Linked DNA regions of Anas platyrhynchos: region 1 is linked to region 2. The links are chromatin contacts, called in public Hi-C maps. All regions are on one chromosome and are shown on one strand. The core of a region is the stretch at or near the end of the contact, and the rest is flanking DNA. Distances in the headings are between cores, read along the strand shown.

Region 1 (3,689 bases), core at 564-3,063, 71 kb after region 2:
GGCAGAAAGGCTTTGGGATTTATCCCAGGTCACTGCTGGAGTGGGGAAACATCTTCCACGTCAGACGTTACCGCATCAGGGGTCAGGAACCCGCTGGGTTTGATGCCTGGTGGAGAGAAGAAGGTCCCCTCGTCTGCCAGCAGAGGATGGGTTGCTCCCTAATGGCAATCACCGGGTAGATTCACCCAGCCTCACCCAGGAGATTGCTCCCTCTCACACCTGAACGTCTCAGCCTGTCATTAAATTCCCAGGTCTCACCATTTCCCACGTGCTTGCCCTCTAACCACCCCGAGAAGCGAGGCAGCACTCCCCCATCCTTCACAGCCAGATGACCGGAGACAAATCCCCCGTGTCCCTCTGCTTCCTCAGAGCACCAGGGCTGGCGATCCCGTGGTGCTCAGGCACCCGAACCTTGCTCTGAGGGGGTAAGGAACCAACCCTAAAATCCCAGAACCCTGGAGCCCTGCCTGCTGCCCCCCTTACAACATCCTAAAGAGCCGAGATCGCTCTCCTAGGCTTCATCCCCTGCTCTGGGTTGTCTCAGAGGAGCAGCTCGTGAACAAAACCCTGCCTTTGCTGCTGCTGGCGCTTCCTCCACCAGTCGCTTTGAGGATTAGGGCCAGAGCCTTCCGTTGGCTTCAGGAGCTGATGGGGAGCCAGTGGAGCAGCTTGGGCTCCCGGTGGCCTGGCCCTTCGGGCAGCTGGGTGGTTGTGCCCTGCACCAGCCGGTCCCACCACCGCAACGCTTCTGCTCAGCTTTGGCTACAAGGCAGCAGGAGAGGAGGAGAAGGCAGCGTTTCTGGAAATGGTTACTGGAAATGGTTACTGGAAATGGTTACTGGAAATGGTTACTGGAAATGGTTATTGCCTTATCTGCAGAAGGCAGGGTGTCACCGCTGGCTTCTCCAGCCTGTCCCCAGCAAGACCCAGCTGCTCGTACCCACGTCCCACGGCAGCAGCACCTCCAGTGGCGGTGCCGGATGGGAACGAGCACCCCATGGCATCTCCCCCTCCTCGCCCCCCATCCCCAGGCTGCCCGATTTGGGGACGACGGGCAGCAGCGAGAGCGAGGTGTCCCGGGGGTAAGGAGGTGGGAGGAAGGCTGGGAGCACGAACAGCCCCAATGGGAGCCCGGAGTGGGAACGTGCAGGCACGTTTTGAGTTTCTCTCTGGGTTTTTCACCGGACCAGTTCCACGCCCACAGTCTTAGGCTCTGCACACCCACAAACACGTGCACAAAGGGACCATCTCTGCTCCGATCAGTGCGGTTTCAGCACGGATTACTGCCTGCGGAGTCCTGCACACAGAGCTCAGACAAAAGCTCCAGCCCCCTGACCACATCCCCTCCCTGGCTCTCCCAGCTGGGAGCCGTGGATCGGCACAGCGGGATTGCACCCGCACCCAAAACCCGCACCCTTTGCCCAAATTCCCCCAGCCCCTTTGCAGGCTGCCAACTGAAAGGACGCTACGGGAGGAGGCACACAGACCACGAGAAGCTGCAGCTCCTCTCCCCACTCAGGCTGAATCCCCAAACGAGGGAGGAGATCCACGCATGACAAACTTGCTTCCAAAGCATCTCCCTGCGCCAGGGCACAGGGGCAGCGAGGCGCTCGGTGCCGCCAAGTGACATGCATCGAGGGAACATGTAGCACAGCCACAGCCACTCTATTAATTTAAGTTAATTTCCTGCAGTTCTGTCTTAGTTTTTCCAGCAGATTCAGGACTTAAAGGTTAAAGCGTAACCTTGTCTCAGTAGCTTGCTATTCGCTCCATGCAAATGTCTACCTACAGCCTGGTAATTACATGCATTTCCAAAGAGCCAATCCGCCGTCAGCCTGACAGATACTGATCTTCCCGTTTTATTTTTAGCTCTGTGCTTCCCCCTCTAGATGCAAAAAAAAATTCTGTTTGTTCCATCTTTGCTGCAGCCTCTTTTTTCCCCGGCTCACCAGCGAGCTCCTGCCTCCGCCGGGCTGGAGCCAGCAGCGGCACGGGGCAGTGGGGGGCACCCGGTGGGACACCTCCACGGGTCTCAAAGCCGGGTAAAAGCGGGTGGTGGTCGGCTCCTTTTGGGCCACCGAGGGAATTTGTCTCCTCTGGCAGAGGGGAGCATTTAAATGGGAAACTCGAGCGAGGCAGAAGGAGCTGCAGCCCCCTCGGTGCGCACGCGTGCCTGTGCCATGCAGGGGAGCTGGGCGCTTTCTCTTTGGGACACCACCAGCACGCACACACACAGGCAGCCAGGTCCCAGCAGGGAGAAAAAGGGCCAAATCTGGCAAAATGCAGCCACGTGCTCCTGGCTCTGCGAGCCCAGGATCTTTTTGCCTCGTGGGGCCACCCAGAGAGAGGAGGCGATGCTGGGAGTGGGGGCAGTGGAGGCAGGTCAGGCACACATAGGCAAGGCTCAGTTGACGCTTCCAGCCCTTAAAATGGGCACACGTGAGGCTAAATGTGCGCGGTGCTGCTGAAGCCAACACGCTGCCCACCTCCATGAGCTGCCCTGGTGGCTGTGGGGAAGAGGCGAGGAGCGCAAGCCGCTAGAAATGTGAATCCTGCAGGAGTTCGGCCCAATCTGGCCGCCCACCGCCAGAGAGAAGCCCAAAAAGCTGCCTGTAAATCATGAGACTCGGAAGAAATGGGGTCAGGTTCTTCTTATTCGCCTTTCCTTCTGGAAAGTCTTGGAGCGGGGATGGGTTGGGCTTTGAGGGGTGAGGTCTGCACGCCTCCCTCTCTCTCCCAAATGCATATTTTGCATTTAAACCAGAACAGGCTCGCACAAACTTTAGTTACACGATGGAGAAAAAAAAAAAAGACACCGAGCCTCACAAGCAGTGTGGTGGGAAAGGGCTGGCTGTCGGCACCATGGCACAGAGGCCAAGCTCACCATGGGCAGCGCTGGCACATGCGGCACAACTCTGGGATGTTAAGGGGGTAGGAGAGAGCAGGGCACAGAAAGGACACCTGGATGCAGGGAAGCCAGGTAAGAAAATGCTTGACATAAACAGCTGAAGAGGAAGGAAAAAAGAGGAGCAGGGATGGGGTGAAGCAGAAGGAAGGTCTGGGAGAGGTGTCAAACCCCTTCCAGACTCCAGTAAGAGCAGACAGAGCTGGGGCTGATGCCTCTTTCCAACACCACCAACACCTCCCTGGTGCTCAGCCCTGCACCGGTGGCAGCCCCCACCATGCTGGCAGTCATAATTACATCTCGTTCCTGCAAGGAAAGGATTGCTTATCTCGTTACGCCTGCAAGGATCCTCCTGGTCAGAACGGCACAAAAATCCAGGAGTTATCCCCGCACGGTATTACATTCCCAGGGCAGTCTCCTCTGAGATCCTGCACAAATAAAGCACGTGGCGCTGGAAGATGCCTGTCCGGTGGCCTTCAAACATTTCCAACAGGTGGCTTTAGGCAGCTGGTGGGAACAATGCCTTTACAGAGCTCCACGGCCCCAGCTTTCCCCTCCCATACCCATAACCTACAGGCCAGGCTGACCCACCCTCGGGGAGCAGGAGCCAGCCCCCAGCTGCAGGAGACCGCAGGAAGGCAGAGCGGAGCGCACGGAGCAGGACGCGCCCGTCCCCACGGCAGAAGAGCCCAGGAACAGAAATTCAGCTATTTACTTAACAGCCCACGAGCTCAGATCCCAAATCCCCATCCTTCTGCACAGAAATGGATAAATGAAGAAGCTT
Region 2 (3,696 bases), core at 54-2,553:
CTCACGCTCACCTCCGCGCCTGCCTGGGATGAGCTTTGGGGTCAGAGGGCTGCCGCATCCGGGGCGGGGAGTTAACGTTCCTTTTCCATCCCAACTTAACTTTTTTTTTTCTTTTTTTTTTTTTTTTTTTTCTTTGCTGCTTTTTCCTTCCTGGGCTGGGCTGCTTTGGTTGCACTTCCCACTCAGAGCTGATCGCTGGATTGCCACCGAGGGAAGGGTTTCAGGGTGCTGCGGGTGGCTTTGTGCACGCACGGCTGCTGGCTTTGATTAAACTGAAGGCCAGCGGTTGTTGCAAAAGTCCCTTTTTCCTGCAAGGGGGCTGCTGCTACCCACCGGCACCCCCCTGACTGCATCCTTCACCCCGTCCCAGCTGGGAGCAGCTTGGGCTGTGCACAACACGCGGATCTGGGGGCACAGCTCCGAGATGCTGAGCTGGGACAAGGGAGGACCACAGGGATCAGGGGGACGCGATGGAGCCCCCGGGGTCAGCACCGTGGAGGGGACACGGGGAAGGGGCAGGTGGCATCTCGGGGCCGGGGCCGGAGGGCATCGCCGCGGGCTGGGGTTGTGCAGGTGTTGCAGAAATCGTGTGAGTTATTGCAAGGGGCGGCAGTTTTGAGATAATTATAGCAATGGTAATAATAACGGTAATAAGGAATTAATTCGTCTTTATTAATCTTTATTAAAGAAAAAGAAAAAAAAAAAAAGAAGCCCACAACTTTATGCAAGGCCGGGACAGCGCAGGGCCACCAACCTGCATCACATAAAACTCCAACTCCTGCAAGATTTGGAGCTGCTCTTTCCCCCCAGCTCGGGTCCCATCCCCGGAGCACTTTGGCTGTCATTTGGCCAAAAACCCCAAGTTTCCAACCAGCCCAGAGGCTGCAGAGCAAAGCCTGAAGCCAGGATCCCCCTGGGCACGGCCGGGGCTGAGCACCGCTGGGAGCACCCTGCTCCCCTCCCCGCTGTGCCCTTCGCTTTCCTAAAAGACCGGGGTGACAAAAATAAAGCAGCCCCCTCCAGGGGTGAGGATGGGGCCAGGTGGGGGTGCCTGGGGGGGTCAGGGCTGGTTCCCCTGTCCCTCACCCCCCTGGCCAACGCCAGGCCCCGCAGCGAGGGCTGCGCTTGGTGCTGCAGCACGGCCGGCTCGCGCCAGGAGTGAATGTAAATGGTGCCGAGCTCCTCGGAGAAACGCTCAGATTCTCCCTCTAAACCAGGGAGGAAAAGAAGGAGAAGGGGGAGGAGGGGAAACCAGCTCCGCAGATTAATTCTGCTGATGAAAATTAAAATCGGGCATCTCCAAAGCGAGCCCAGAAGGAGCTGCCTCAGCGCTGCAGCCCCTGCGAAAACCCAGCTTGGCTCCGGTCTCCTCCAGGGTCGGGTCGTGTGGGCAGGCATTTGTCCTGGTTTTGCTCACTCTTGGCCCACCAAAGAGGTGCCGAGGCAGCGGCTCCCCGTGCACGTAACCGTGCTGCAGGTACTGGGGCAGGATCGGGCCCCCAGGATGCTCCGAGCTGGCCGTGGGCATGGGGAGGGCGCACGCCTCCTTTGGGAGGAGGGCAAGTCGGCCTCCCGAAATCATGAGGTTAGTTGCGATGCCAAGGGTTTAAAAAACAAGCTGTGGAGGGCTTTTTTATAATCGTCATTAACTTCCTGGGCTTTGGGGCTCTGCGGTGTACTTTTTTGTCCCTGTGCTGGACGGTGAGGACAGCTCCAAAGATCCCCCGGGGTTGGGATGAAGGCAGAGAGCGCGGGACCCCGGGAGCTGCTGCTTTATAAATGAAACCATCCGGGCAAGGTAAGCGCTGGGAGCTGCTGCAGGATCCGACCCTCGTGGCCAGCACCTCCCTCCTGCTCTGCTCCCACAGAGCTGGGAAACCTCGCGGGGTGTCCCTGTGGCACGGACACAGCTCCGGGCGCGCAGTTACAGGGTGGCTCTGGGGACAGGAGGGGACTTTCCTCTGCTCGGACAGTTTTGGACACATGGGAGGGCACTGGGCACTGCGGAGAGGGGCCTCGAGGTGCTGGGGTTGGGCACCCAAGGGTGGGACCCCTGCTGTGCACCCCGCTGCGCCCCCACCTTGTGGCTCCCCTGGCAGCGAGCTGGGTTTTATCTCCGTTTGCTTCCCTCCTCCCTCCCTCCGCCCGCTCCCTTCTCCTCCTCGCTGCCAAGTCCGCAGGTTTCCTGCTGTGACCTTGAGCTCATTCCTGGAGCTGGTTGTGGGCTTCTTAAAGGAGCCGTGTGGGCAGCGGGGCCCCCAAAAGTCCCCTCCTGATGTCCTCACCCTCACTGGGAGCCCCCAGGGCTGGGGGGCACCGGGACGAGAGCACGGTGGCCCCTGAGCGCACCAAAACTGGGAGAGGGTGCAGGTGGCCAATTTGGCATCCCCAGGGCCATAGTGGGGGTGCTCCCCCAGCTCTGTGAAAGGGATTTCGGTGGCAAAACCCCTGCCCATGCTGGGGGTCCCAGCAGTGCCAAGACCCCCCAGGGGTGGCAGTGGCACCAAGAGGCTGGGGGTGCGCCCACTGCCCCACACCAACACAGACGGGTGGCCCTCAATGGCACCGTGGTGGCCCTAGGTGGCAGCTTGGTGGCCCTCGATGGCATCACTGCTTCTGACAGTGGTAAAGAAAAAGTTTGAAAGCTGCGCCCTCTGCTCCCAGCTCCGCTCGGGACCCCTTGAGCATCCCCCCGGGGGCTGTTGGTGCCACTCAGGAGCAGCACCCGGAGCCGCAGCGAGGCAGAAAGCGCCCCGGCTGCCCTCACCCCGTGTGCCAAGCGCACAGCTCGGACTCACCTTCCAGGAAAATCCTTCTCCGTGGGTGACCCCACCTGGGGAGCTGGCCTGGGCTCAGATTTAGGAGCTGAAAACCCAAGGGGAAGCACAGCCAGCTGGGGCGGGACGTGTGTTGGAGAGCCGCTGCCAGGAGCAGCAGCATCCTGTGCCACGGAGGTCTGAAGCTTGGTAAGCTGGATGGGCTGAGGTTCCAGCCTTGCTCAGGACACGCTAAAAGCTCCATCGGCTGGAGAGGACCCCGATCGATCAGTGCCTTGGAGGCACCTAATAAAACTTTGAAATTATGCAGGCGTCGCGTGGCGCTGCGCAGGGAAGGTGGTGGTCAGGTCACGGGGGTGCCCCTGGGGAGCCAGGGCTGAAATTAAGGAGCTAGGACAAGGGCCCCAGTGCTGGTTTTCTGTGGGTTTTGCCACATCAAGGACTGCGTTAGCCATAGCCGTGGAATTACGTGCTGATAGCCGTCCTTCCTGCTATGGGGCAGCCACCTCAGCTGCTGCGGGCACGGCCGATGCTTGGGGACTTGGTGGTGCCAGGGCGAGATCTGCAAGCCTGACACAGCCAGGGCATGATGCAAATTAAAAAAAATCAGCACATAGAAATAGGGTTAAGGGAAATATGAATTGTAGGAGTCACCAGAAAGGCATGAACCTACTCAGGGAGGGGATTGCACACCCCTGTGGCACCGTCCCCAGGCTGGAGCGAAGCACACAGGGGGTGCTGCGTGCCATCGCTCCCTGGGTGCATGGATTTGGGGGCTGTGGAGATCAGCGTGGGGATCCCAGGCCCTTTGAGCTGGGAACCAGCCCTGGCTCCAGCCCCAGGCCCAGCCCCGGCTGGCTCGGGGTGTTCTCAGCACCAGCTACGTGTGGGGAAACTGAGGCACGGAGCAGTTCCAGAC

The links. Hi-C and Micro-C count contacts between places; a contact is called where the count stands out from the background.
Region 1: a contact with region 2 is called in a Hi-C map of subcutaneous adipose tissue, with 4 times the contacts expected there. The contact joins the enhancer-like site here to the promoter of LOC110351601 in region 2. A contact is called at or near these places in 4 of 8 Hi-C or Micro-C datasets (F1 follicle, liver, skeletal muscle and 1 more).

The regions. Positions count from the first base shown.
Region 1 is chr18:10,728,013-10,731,701 of IASCAAS_PekinDuck_T2T, forward strand. All of the region lies in intron 2 of LOC139999045 (a long non-coding RNA gene), which reads right to left. Among named protein-coding and RNA genes, the nearest start is that of IER5L, 33 kb to the right of the region's middle. Within about 2 kb of position 1,814, at least 1 of the 8 cell types and tissues checked has an H3K27ac peak or open chromatin away from gene starts, as enhancers often do. A contact at or near this core is called in subcutaneous adipose tissue, where this site is marked.
Region 2 is chr18:10,657,843-10,661,538 of IASCAAS_PekinDuck_T2T, forward strand. It overlaps LOC110351601, which reads left to right and starts at 1,304. Exons shown (of 2, transcript XR_005259926.2): 1 at 1,304-1,798.